Linked DNA regions of Bombyx mori: region 2 is linked to region 1. The links are chromatin contacts, called in public Hi-C maps. All regions are on one chromosome and are shown on one strand. The core of a region is the stretch at or near the end of the contact, and the rest is flanking DNA. Distances in the headings are between cores, read along the strand shown. Region 1 overlaps LOC101742163 (breast cancer metastasis-suppressor 1-like protein). Region 2 holds the start of LOC101738347.

Region 1 (5,298 bases), core at 1,645-4,144:
ATTTTAACAAACAAAATGACCGTATTTATGCTCAAAGCTCTAAGGAAGCTTCCCAATTAGTCGACAGTGCAACGTGGGCACTATCCGACTTCAGCAATGGTTTGGTGGGGTATTAGCTATGAAGGAGTGACTGAGCCATACTTTTGTGAAAAGTACATCAAAACATCAAAACATCGGCACAAGTGTATCAAGATACCATTCTTGAGAAGGCAGTGAAGCCCCTTAACAACACCATGTTCAATAATCAAGAATGGTCCTTCCAGCAAGACTCGGCGCCAGGTCATAAAGCTCGGTCTAAGCAGTCTTGGTTGGAAACGAACGTTTCGGACTTCATCAGAGCAGAAGACTGGCCGTCGTCTAGTCCCGATCTTAATCCGCTGGATTATGATTTATGGTCAGTTTTAAAGAGTACCTACGGCTTGCTCTAAACGCCATGATATTTGGAGTCCCTAAAACAATCCCAATTGGCAGTGAAAACTTTTCCCATGGAAAGAGTGCATGCTTCTATTGATAACTGGCCTCAACGTTTAAAGGACTGTATTGCAGCCAATGGAGACCACTTCGAATAAGCTTTTTATATTTTAAATTGTTTTATATTTATGTATTAAACTAACACACAGTAAAAGTAATAAATGTTATTTGCAATAGAATTTTTTTTTTCTTTGTCTCAGTATTTATGGCAAGACTAGGTATATATCTCAAGGTGGGTGTCGCCAGTAACCACTTAACACCAGGTGGGTTGTGAGCTCGTCCACCCATCAAAGCAATAAAAAAAAATACAGTCGGTCTTTATTTTCTTTTTTCGAATATATTTTATGCTATATACCTTTTTTCTTTTTTCTCCAACTTATCCCACTGGATGGGGTCGGCACAGCTAATTTTTCTCTTCCATTCTCTTCTATCATTCGTCATCTCAACACTGACTCTTCTCACTCTCATATCGTCATTCACACATTCCATCCACGCCTTCTTCGGTCGACCTCTTCCCCCTCTATTACGGATTATATTACGTGGATTTAACGGTTCTAAATGCTAATTTAAAAATATATATTTTGAGTACACAAATAAATTTCGAAAATATCAATTGTAATTATTCCGTATCTACTATAACATACATTGCAATTGTAATTTTTATTTTATTAATTTAATATATTTCATTTGGTTGTCCCTTTTCGTAACATTTTTTTTTAATTCTTGTTTTTTCACTGTTGTGTACGTGTGTTTGTTTAAATTTAGTTTTCTTAACAAAGTGTAGCATGTTCCAATTTAAAAAAAAGAGAGAAAAAAATTGCTGAGCTCAAATACGTAATGATTGGTCGGTCTGATGCTGGTGTGCATGCACGTCACTCCGCAGGTGTCGGCGGTAGATCAGCGCCGCAGTACCCATTGTCTCGATACTATTAGGCATTACTGAGCCGTAACCCTTTCCAAAACTCATTATTTTTCTTATTTTTGTTTTTATTTTTTGTACCTAATTTATGCTTGGAATCAATGTTTATTATTAATACTATAAATAATGAGATTCAGAATTCATGTATCGAGATTTGTGGTGGTATTTACATTGCTGATGTCCATGGACTCCTATAACCACTTAAAACCACGTGGGCCGCCAACTCATCCGCCCATCTGAGCAATAAAAAAATACCGTTCATTTTCCAAGGGATTTGTAATATGCTTGCTATTTACTGATTATTCGTATAAACATAACCGTAGGTATCTGTCATAAATGAGCTAAATTAATTACTGATAGCCGTGGTCCAATGGTCGTCTCCGGCGTATTTTTATTGAGGTCCACGCATGACGCATATCACTTACATTTAATGAAACTTCGACCTCACGTCTCAAGCGGTAGGCAGCGGCCTGGCTCTGCCCCTGGCATTGCTGAAGTCTATGGGCGACGGTAACTACTCACCATCAGGTGGGCCGTATACTCGTCTGCCTACAAGGCCAATAAATAAATAAAAGGTTGAACTACTTTTTTTTTTTGCTTATATGGGTGGACGAGCTCACAGCCCACCTGGTGTTCAGTGGTTACTGGAGCCCATAGACATCCACAACGTAAATGCGCCACCCACCTCGAGATATAAGTTCTAAGGTCTCAGTACACTACTACACTAAGTGGAACCATGCTTAGCCACGCTTATCTATTCGGCATAGTTAAAAATATCTTATTTTGGAAACTGACTTTAAAAAGTGTAGTTTTATCATTTTCCTCTATCACGAAACGAGATATAAGAGGCCGCTATGATCTCACACATACATAGATCATTGAAAATTCATATTGTTCCTTTTCACATTCCGAAACGATTACAATCAAAGACGAAATAAAACATAATAATTAATAAGCAAACCACATTATTTGTTTAGAAGCTAATAAATAATTCTTTCTCTTCAAAATATATTATCTGTGGATTCAGAACACGCATTGCAAAACGATTTAAATATTCACAAAGACTTACTTTAACGTGGGTACATTGTACGTCATTCAATGCAATGAATAATATTTAAATCAAATATAAAGTATATTATACTAAGGGCAATCACAGTTTTACCGTTAGCAAAACTTTAACTACAACATTCATAAAGAAACTAAATGAGTTTGAGTATCTATGTAAAGTCAGTGCAAGATAAATAATTAATCTGCTCTGTGCTGGGTGAATACTTCAACGTGCACAATAAATGTAAAGGTCATTAAACCGATGCTCGCAGACAACGCCGTCGACAGAATGCATTCGATTTTCAAAATTGAGCGACACAGACTCGTTATATAGCTGAAATTATTCTAAAGGACAAACGAATATTATAGTGATTGCGTTTGCGCAGTCATCGGGGTTCGTCACCTTGACACTTCGAGGCCCCACAGGGTACTATACCCGTCTCGTTCGTATCGTCTCGTAGCCGCTACGAGAGACAAGGACGGCCGCATGGCGTAGACGCTTTCAGAACGCTACGCGCAGCGTCCGCCATTTTGTCGTTCCTTTATTAAAATTATTGATACGCGACTTGTTTGATGTTTAAATACATAATATTTTTATTAGTTAATTTCAAAGTTTTATTGCTCTTCTTGAATGATAATTATTTTCGAATAGTCGATTACGTTTTGTATGTTTGATGAATATTGCTGTGTGTTTCACAATCTGATTTTGCTTTCACGTGTCGCTATGTTCTATTTATATAAGACGCTTTTGTAACACGTTTTAGACAAACTTCTGTGTCATTCGTTTCATATTAATTTATACATTAGGTAGGTAAATATTATTTTGAAATGCCGTTATTTTAAGATCCAGTATATTTTGGAAATAAGTTCGAAACAATAATAACATATTTTATGTCTCACGACATACCTACCTATGATACATTTGACCACCTGCGTTCTTAGGCTCACACGTAATCAGGAGATATGCAGTATTTACACATATATACAGTAAATATGCATAAAACAAACACATTAAATTTCAATTACGAGTTAATATTGTTGAATCACTGAATATGTAATTTATCAATATAATTTACTGAGGCATAGATAAGATAAGAAACAACGTGGACAGGACACCACACGAAAATCAAATTTAAAACCCTTTTTTGTTCATTAACCAGAAGATAAGGTTAAATCTCAATAAAAACAATGGTTTTTTTTTATTTGTTATCCAAGAACTACGAAAATTCATTAAAAAAATTCTAAATAATTATGATTTTGCGACTGCTACCGCCATCTAGCGGCCAACTTGGGAGTTACTAAGTCTTGTTTGATTAATTACAGTTTATTATTGAGTAGTCAATTTAATACAACAGTTTATCATTTTTATGTGATATTTATCCTCTTTTAGTTAAATTATAGATAATTTATAATATTGTATTTATAATTTTACTTTATGTAAATATATGTTCGCAAAGAGAGTCGGTCAACACGTTAGGGGATAAATTTCCGAAAAATCTCATAGGTACCTATGCATTTACAGAAACGCAAAGGAGACATAAACGTTCTCAAGGATGATTAATACAAAGAACTAGTAAGCGAGGTCTTCTGAATAGTATACTTTTGCCTGTAGTGTTTAGAAATGCAACATTAAAAACCTTCGCCAGTTGATAGACACGTGACGCCCCCTAAGGGCGGTATTTAGTTGTCAGCACGTTCAGGTTCGTATTAGTATTACGTTATATTTTGGGCTGGGGACCGATTTTTGTGGAATCCACGCGCTTAGGGAACGCGTGAGTCGACGGTCGCAGGTGTCGGGATGGGACGCGGGCGCAATGATGGTATATAGGAACCTATCCACTATATGACTCAGGCACTCCCGTCCAAGCGTTCTATCTGCCCCGAGGTCAGAACCCGGATGGGGTAAAGGGGTTACCGCGATCAAAAGTGTAACCAGACTCGCAGCTCCAAAGACGTCTTTGGCCCATGGAGCGCCCGTCATGGGCCAAAGACGTCTTTGGCCCATAAGAAGGTTAGACCTATCGAGAAGCGTCCGTACTTCTAGCTCAAAAGAACAGAGTCATAATTACGAAACATTGGACGACTGCATTCAATTTGCGACGTCTTTAGACTGCGGTGGATTATACAACAAAAAACATGAGGTCGAACTGTCAATTGTACAGTACAAGGTTGCTTGCGGCACAAATCGGTGGGATCGTAGTTTTTTTCTTCCCTTCCTAAGCTGATAGCCTTGAGAGGCTATATCAGCGTAGCCTTAACTAGTAGGTGAGCTCACGGGGCTCAAACCTGATGACGTTGCTAACACGAACCCTAGCAAGGGCCGTGCTTCGCAGAATCTACCACCGGATCGGAAACGCGACCCACTGAGAAGTTCTGGCGAGAAACTCAGTGGGCTGTGTCTGAGAGGGATCGTAGTACCTTCCCATTACAGGGAACATCGGGTAAAATGCTTTATTGTTTAATTATGGCACCTGAAGTTCATTAAGGACACAAATTGAAATTTTTTCCCTCAAAACTTCGTCACTATGCGTCGAAAATGTGGTGACTCAGACATTAAACATTTCAAGGACTTAATGTTAACTGCTAGCAAAAAAAATTTTAATTTAAAAAAAAACTGTGCATTTTGTTATTAACATAAAGTACAAAAGACCTTTATCAGATAGCGCATCATGAATCTCTTGGCGGGAACGCGAGGAGCGAAATTGTGTGAATTTTATTTTGTTAAGCGTTGTCTGCAAGTTTACGCGTATAATGATGGTGGCTTATTGACCGTTTAAAATCTGTGAATAGGGTACCAGTATGGAAAAATTATATAAGTCCGCCCACTGAAGTCACAGCAAATTACCAACATTTTACTGAAA
Region 2 (5,298 bases), core at 1,931-4,430, 160 kb before region 1:
CGCTGACGCTGTTCCTCTTGATGAGGGTGACCGAGTTCGGAAGGTCGACGTCAATAGACTTCCGAACTTGATCTCGTTTTACTATTGAAATGGCCGAATTATTTTCGAAGCAGCTCAATACGTTTTCTTTTTCAAATGTTTTTTCAGGGGATCTCACTGACTGAATGTCTTTTAGGGGCTTCATGTCGACCCCGGATTTAGGTATCAGGACTACATCGCTAGTTACCATCACGGGCTTGGAATCGCTAGATTTCGATTCTGACTCGAGCCTCTGTCTTCTCTTATCGAACTCTTCAAACTCCTTCAGTCTGTCCATTAGTTTATCTATACTGGCGAAAGTTTTGTATGTAATTTCGTGTCTGCTGTTCTCTGGTTTTTCAACTGGATCCTCTTCATAATGCAGTCTGATGGTTTCGCTGTCGTCGATCTTCGACGGCGTGTTCTCATTAGTCAGTGAAGTCAGAAGATCGTTCTTGACCGGAGTTTCAGGAGCTTTATTGGTATTTTCTTCAGCACTAGCCGTCTTATTGAGACCGTAGAAGGACGATGCGGGCTTAACCTGCATCCCGTCTGCTGGTGTCTCAACGGCAGGAGCGGCTTCGTGATCCTGGCCTATGTTCTCATCCAGATTATTGATGAGGTCATCTATCTCTTTGGAGAGAGACTCAAGGGTCTCTTGCTTATCTTCAGTGTTGTTGGTCACTGTGCTCGTGATGCAGTTCTTGTTGGGGTCTGGCCTTGAAGCGGCGGCTGCTTTTCTCCCTCTCCTTGCCCTCTTAATGTTCTTTGTGATTTCCTTTGAGTTTAAAGTCTTGGACATACTATTCAATATACTACTACGGGCCTCCAAAAGCGTAATGTTTTCAGTCTTCATCAGAAGTTTATCTTCTATTTCTGATGCATTTAAACCATCTAAATTTAACCTATTACTATTGTTGTTGTCAGAATCTAGAGATGTACTCCTTTTTAAGCACAACTTCTTTTTTTTCTTTTGATTAGAGATGCAACTAGTTTCTGCATCAAGTTTAACATCATTAATTTTTTCAACATTAACGGAAGGCACTTTTTCAATAGTCGAGATCTGTACATTACTTTCAATATCTATATCTAGGTCAGTCTTAGATTTATCTAGTTTTTTGCTGAGCTCCTTGCCACCGTCTGTATCATTCAGTGGCTCACTGAGGCTCATGTCTGATTCAGTATTGTCTGAGCATTTAGAGATCTCACTCCCGTCTCGGGAGCAGGACCGTCCCCTTTTTAGCTTCATGCATTCATCACTTACATCAGCTGAGTCGGAGGCTTTGGAATCTGAGAGCAATCTCCGTCGTTTCTTCTGTTCCTTCATGACAACCTCATTTAAAAGGTTGCTTTTGACTTTTCTAGGCTTCCCACTTCGCAGGTTCTTGCCTTCAAAGACCGAAGGGCTATTGCTTCGTTCAGAGCGCATTGAGTATGGACTAGTGCGAGGCCCGAGGGCTAAGCTGCTAGGAGTATCACTTAGCATTGTTTTCATCATGGCCAAATCTGAGCTAAGTCTCTGTCTCCTGCCTGCTGTTTTCGGACTTGAGGATCTAGAACCAGGAGTGATGTCGTCCAGAGGTTCCTTTTTAATTTCTGATGCTGGGATCAGCGGGACGGCTTCTTTATCTTGAGAATTTTCAGGTTCTAGTTTAACAGCCGCTGTGGCTTTTCTACCTCGAGTGATTGTTCTTTTAATAATTTTCTTGACTTTTTCTTTAGTCCCTAGGACTTTCTTACTCCTTAAAGTCTTTCTGATGCCGAGTGGCCTCTTCTTAATTATTGCTTTTGGTTTATTTACAGGTTTCTTGGTTTCTTTGGACGTTTTAGGCTCATCTTGGCCAAGCTTGGTTTTGTCATCCTCAGTTGGGTCAGATGCCTTTTTGCGGGCCCTCGTCTTAGGTTCTATCACTGTTTCCTCATCAATACTCTTGTCCTGTTCATCTTTAGTTTGCTTAGTTTTCATGATGGAATGTGTATTGGGAGATATTCCCGTTCTCCCGACATTAGGTAGATGTTGATTGTCTTTGTTTTTATTGGTCGATCGGAGAGTGACCGACGAGATGCCCCTAGGTTTTTTTTTACCGGACTCTTCAATTTGAAGATTATTTGTATCTGTATTTAGACTGTGTTCTCCTATTACTTCTTCAGAGCAGGAATCACAGTCGTTTTCAATTTTACTTACAAAATTGCTTGAATTTTGCTCTACAGACTCCTCACTGTTTGTGCTAGGATGAATTTCTGCCATAACACGCCTCCATAATATGCCATCTGGACCTGAAAAAGACAAATATAACTTATTAAGTACCACTACACCCCCCAAAACAAGCAACGTGGTAATAAATATATGTGAATTACTTTAGCAAATTATTCTTGTTTTTCTTTATTATATATCATTTAAAAAAAAATTATTATTAAATCAAATATAATTCTCACATAGATAGGTCTAAATTATCTAATTTTTTGTTCCGATTCACTTAAAAATCGTGTCCACAAATCTTCGTAAACAAAAGCGAACACACAGTAATCAACAAGTTCGCGCATTAATTTGATGTTATTTCTATTATATATAAAGGACTATTTTGCTATATTTCGGATGACAAAAGGACTACATAGAGCATTAACTAACAGAATATCTGTTTACATGTACAGTTGCATAGAAATTCGCAGCGGAAAACTCATGAAAAACTTGTATGTTTTGGTGGTGAAACGAAGCGACAGCTAACGCCACCTACAGCTGACCCAGTGCGTGTGCGTCGAACGAACGAAAGCACCAAATCATTTCCCTAGCCGTGGCGCACCTCTGCTATGTCCTCACAAAATACTCACAATTTATCCGATGGAATCTCGAAAAACCACAATAAACAGTTATTTACATACACAATGCACCATAATATGCGAAAAAGTTCAATAAAAACGCGCAATTAAACTTAGAAAACGATTTTTGAAAAGCACGAATGTCTGCAGGCGTCCGCCATAATGTTTCCTTCGAAACGAATAATATAGTTCTTATTGCTCTTGTAGCAATTCGCTCTATTCGCTATTCAAAATGGCGACCGTATTACGAACACACTCCGCGTTTGCGCGACTTTTATTTGGAAAAAATGGACGAATCTTGAACAACTCACTTGATTTGGGTGCAAAATTATTGCCGGAATCACAATTGGTAATTATTTTATTGTATTTTCACTCGCGTCGCGTCGTAATGTCGCTTTGACCACGACATGTGACAGTACTATGGGTGTACAACCTACCGCGCAAGTTTCTTTAACATTTTTTTGATTGATTAATTTCAGTGTGACGTTGATTAATGATTAGCATTTATGCTCAAATATATTTAACATGTTTAAAATGGTTATTATTTCATTTATATGGATGGAATAGAGAAAAAAACCGTAATCTTTTGAAATCATTTCTATTAAAAACCCATGTTTTTGTTTCAGGCACTATCTTCAAAACATTACTCTAGTTACGGAAAATCACCGTTTGTGCGTAAAATCAAAGAGCAATATAATTATGAAATAGAAAAGAATCCGCCAGAATGGGAATACGTCAAACGTTTGCTGCCGTTTACTACTATACCTAAGATAATTCCCAAAGATAGTTATCCTTCAGGATGGGTCCCCCCAAAAGAAGAGGCGTTAAACCATCCATACTTTTTATCAAGAACAAAAAATGCTGAGCTACCTATCTATTTAAAGATTACTTACAGGGGAATGCGTAAAATATCCATAATAAGAAAAATTGAAGGCGACATATGGCTTTTGAACGATGAAATCAAACAATATTTAAAACAGAAGAACAAGAGATACGTAGAAACTAGAGTCCATGAAGTTGCGCGGTTGATTGAAACTAAAGGGGATTATGTAAATGATTTACGAGAATGGGCCCTATCCAAGGGTTTTTAAATGTAGTTTTTACTTAATAGCCAATGTTGGTAATTCCTAATAAATTTTTTAGTGTAAAAATATTTTTGTTTTAATGATCTTTGTAAAGATATTGAATCAGTCATTAAAATAAACGATAAATATGTTTAATCTTCAAAACTATAATTTAAAAAAATATATCTATTTTTGTAACATCTGGCGTAGGTTAGTCCCATATCTTAAGATATGATGTCACAATTTTAATTGCTTTGGAGAAACTTAATGATTAATATAAAGTTCAGCAAAACTACATTAGGCGAACCCGATTCACAATAGGCGGGCTTCGTCTACTTATGACAACGACAATAAAAAATCAGTGCCACTATTAATTTGTAATAAAGCTTTTTTAATGTATTATTCATATTCTACAATTATAATTCGACTTCGAAATTTTATGAACTACCTATGAATACAGTGAATTATGAAAATAACCTAAAACGTCTTGAATGAATAGTGTTTATTTGATGTAATATCTAAAATTTTATATAGACGAAAAATTTTAACAAATTTAAAATTACTTAAAAATATCACTCAATATTTCCCGTCGTGAACGAAACTTGATCGGAGGGGTGTACGCGGCATGAAGTTTATTTCGTTTGGCCGCCACCAGAGGCGCTGGCGACGGCGGAAGGTTTAACCTACGTAGCTATATAACATCCGCCCGCGGTCTCGGGGCCTCTCCACCGCGATATTTTTACTTTGCATCCCACTCTTTGTTGCTAACAACTTTTCTGTCCTCTAAAACAGATATTCGATCGCAACTTATCACTTATTTCACACGAAACACACATTTAGTATTGTTAGGTTAATTTTTATCATTAAGTTTATTACGAAACTTCAAAACGTTCGTTTTTGCGTAATTACGTTTTATTGTTAGAAACTTTACAAATATGTGAATTACCTACGAGAAGTGATCGGGAATCGATACGTTTACGGCATGGTTACGTAATATCGTTTAGGTATCGACGTATGTATATTGAATTAGCCATGTTGTATCTATATACATAAAATATATACAGAACATAAATTTCAAGGCCATTTCAGTGCCACGTGTCATTTATATTGCATAATCTTTAAATTACAGAAGACAGGAGCGCTTAAAACCTTTTAATAGTAATTTCAAGATGAAATGTTGAACTTATATGAATATATTTCGTTACCGGCTATTAAAATTTATTACTTGTGTCAATTATAAGGTAGGTAGTGTAAAATACAAAATTAATGCCTTTTTTAATTGTTTTTTTTGCAACATCAGCCGGTTTAATGACTAAATAAAATACATTTAGGTTTTGGATTACGGAAGTTGAGATAAAAATGAAGTGAACTGGCTTGACTGATAACAAATTTCCTGTAG

Evidence for each region. A called contact is a pair of places that touch in the nucleus more often than the background predicts.
Region 2: a Hi-C map of middle silk gland shows a contact between it and region 1, with 2.2 times the contacts expected there. The contact joins the promoter of LOC101738347 here to the enhancer-like site in region 1. A contact is called at or near these places in 3 of 7 Hi-C or Micro-C datasets (middle silk gland, posterior silk gland and whole pupa).

Annotation. Positions count from the first base shown.
Region 1 is chr18:2,195,172-2,200,469 of ASM3026992v2, reverse strand. All of the region lies in intron 3 of LOC101742163 (breast cancer metastasis-suppressor 1-like protein), which reads right to left. Among protein-coding and RNA genes, the nearest start is that of LOC101742163, 34 kb to the right of the region's middle. Within about 2 kb of position 2,894, at least 8 of the 8 cell types and tissues checked have open chromatin away from gene starts, as enhancers often do.
Region 2 is chr18:2,353,777-2,359,074 of ASM3026992v2, reverse strand. It overlaps LOC101738347, which reads right to left and starts at 3,180. Exons shown (of 10, transcript XM_021349382.3): 1 at 2,848-3,180; 2 at 1-2,295. The coding sequence starts at 2,266. LOC101742303 (large ribosomal subunit protein mL49) reads left to right here and starts at 2,743. Exons shown (of 2, transcript XM_004928077.5): 1 at 2,743-3,184; 2 at 3,462-3,986. The coding sequence starts at 3,068. The coding sequence ends at 3,926.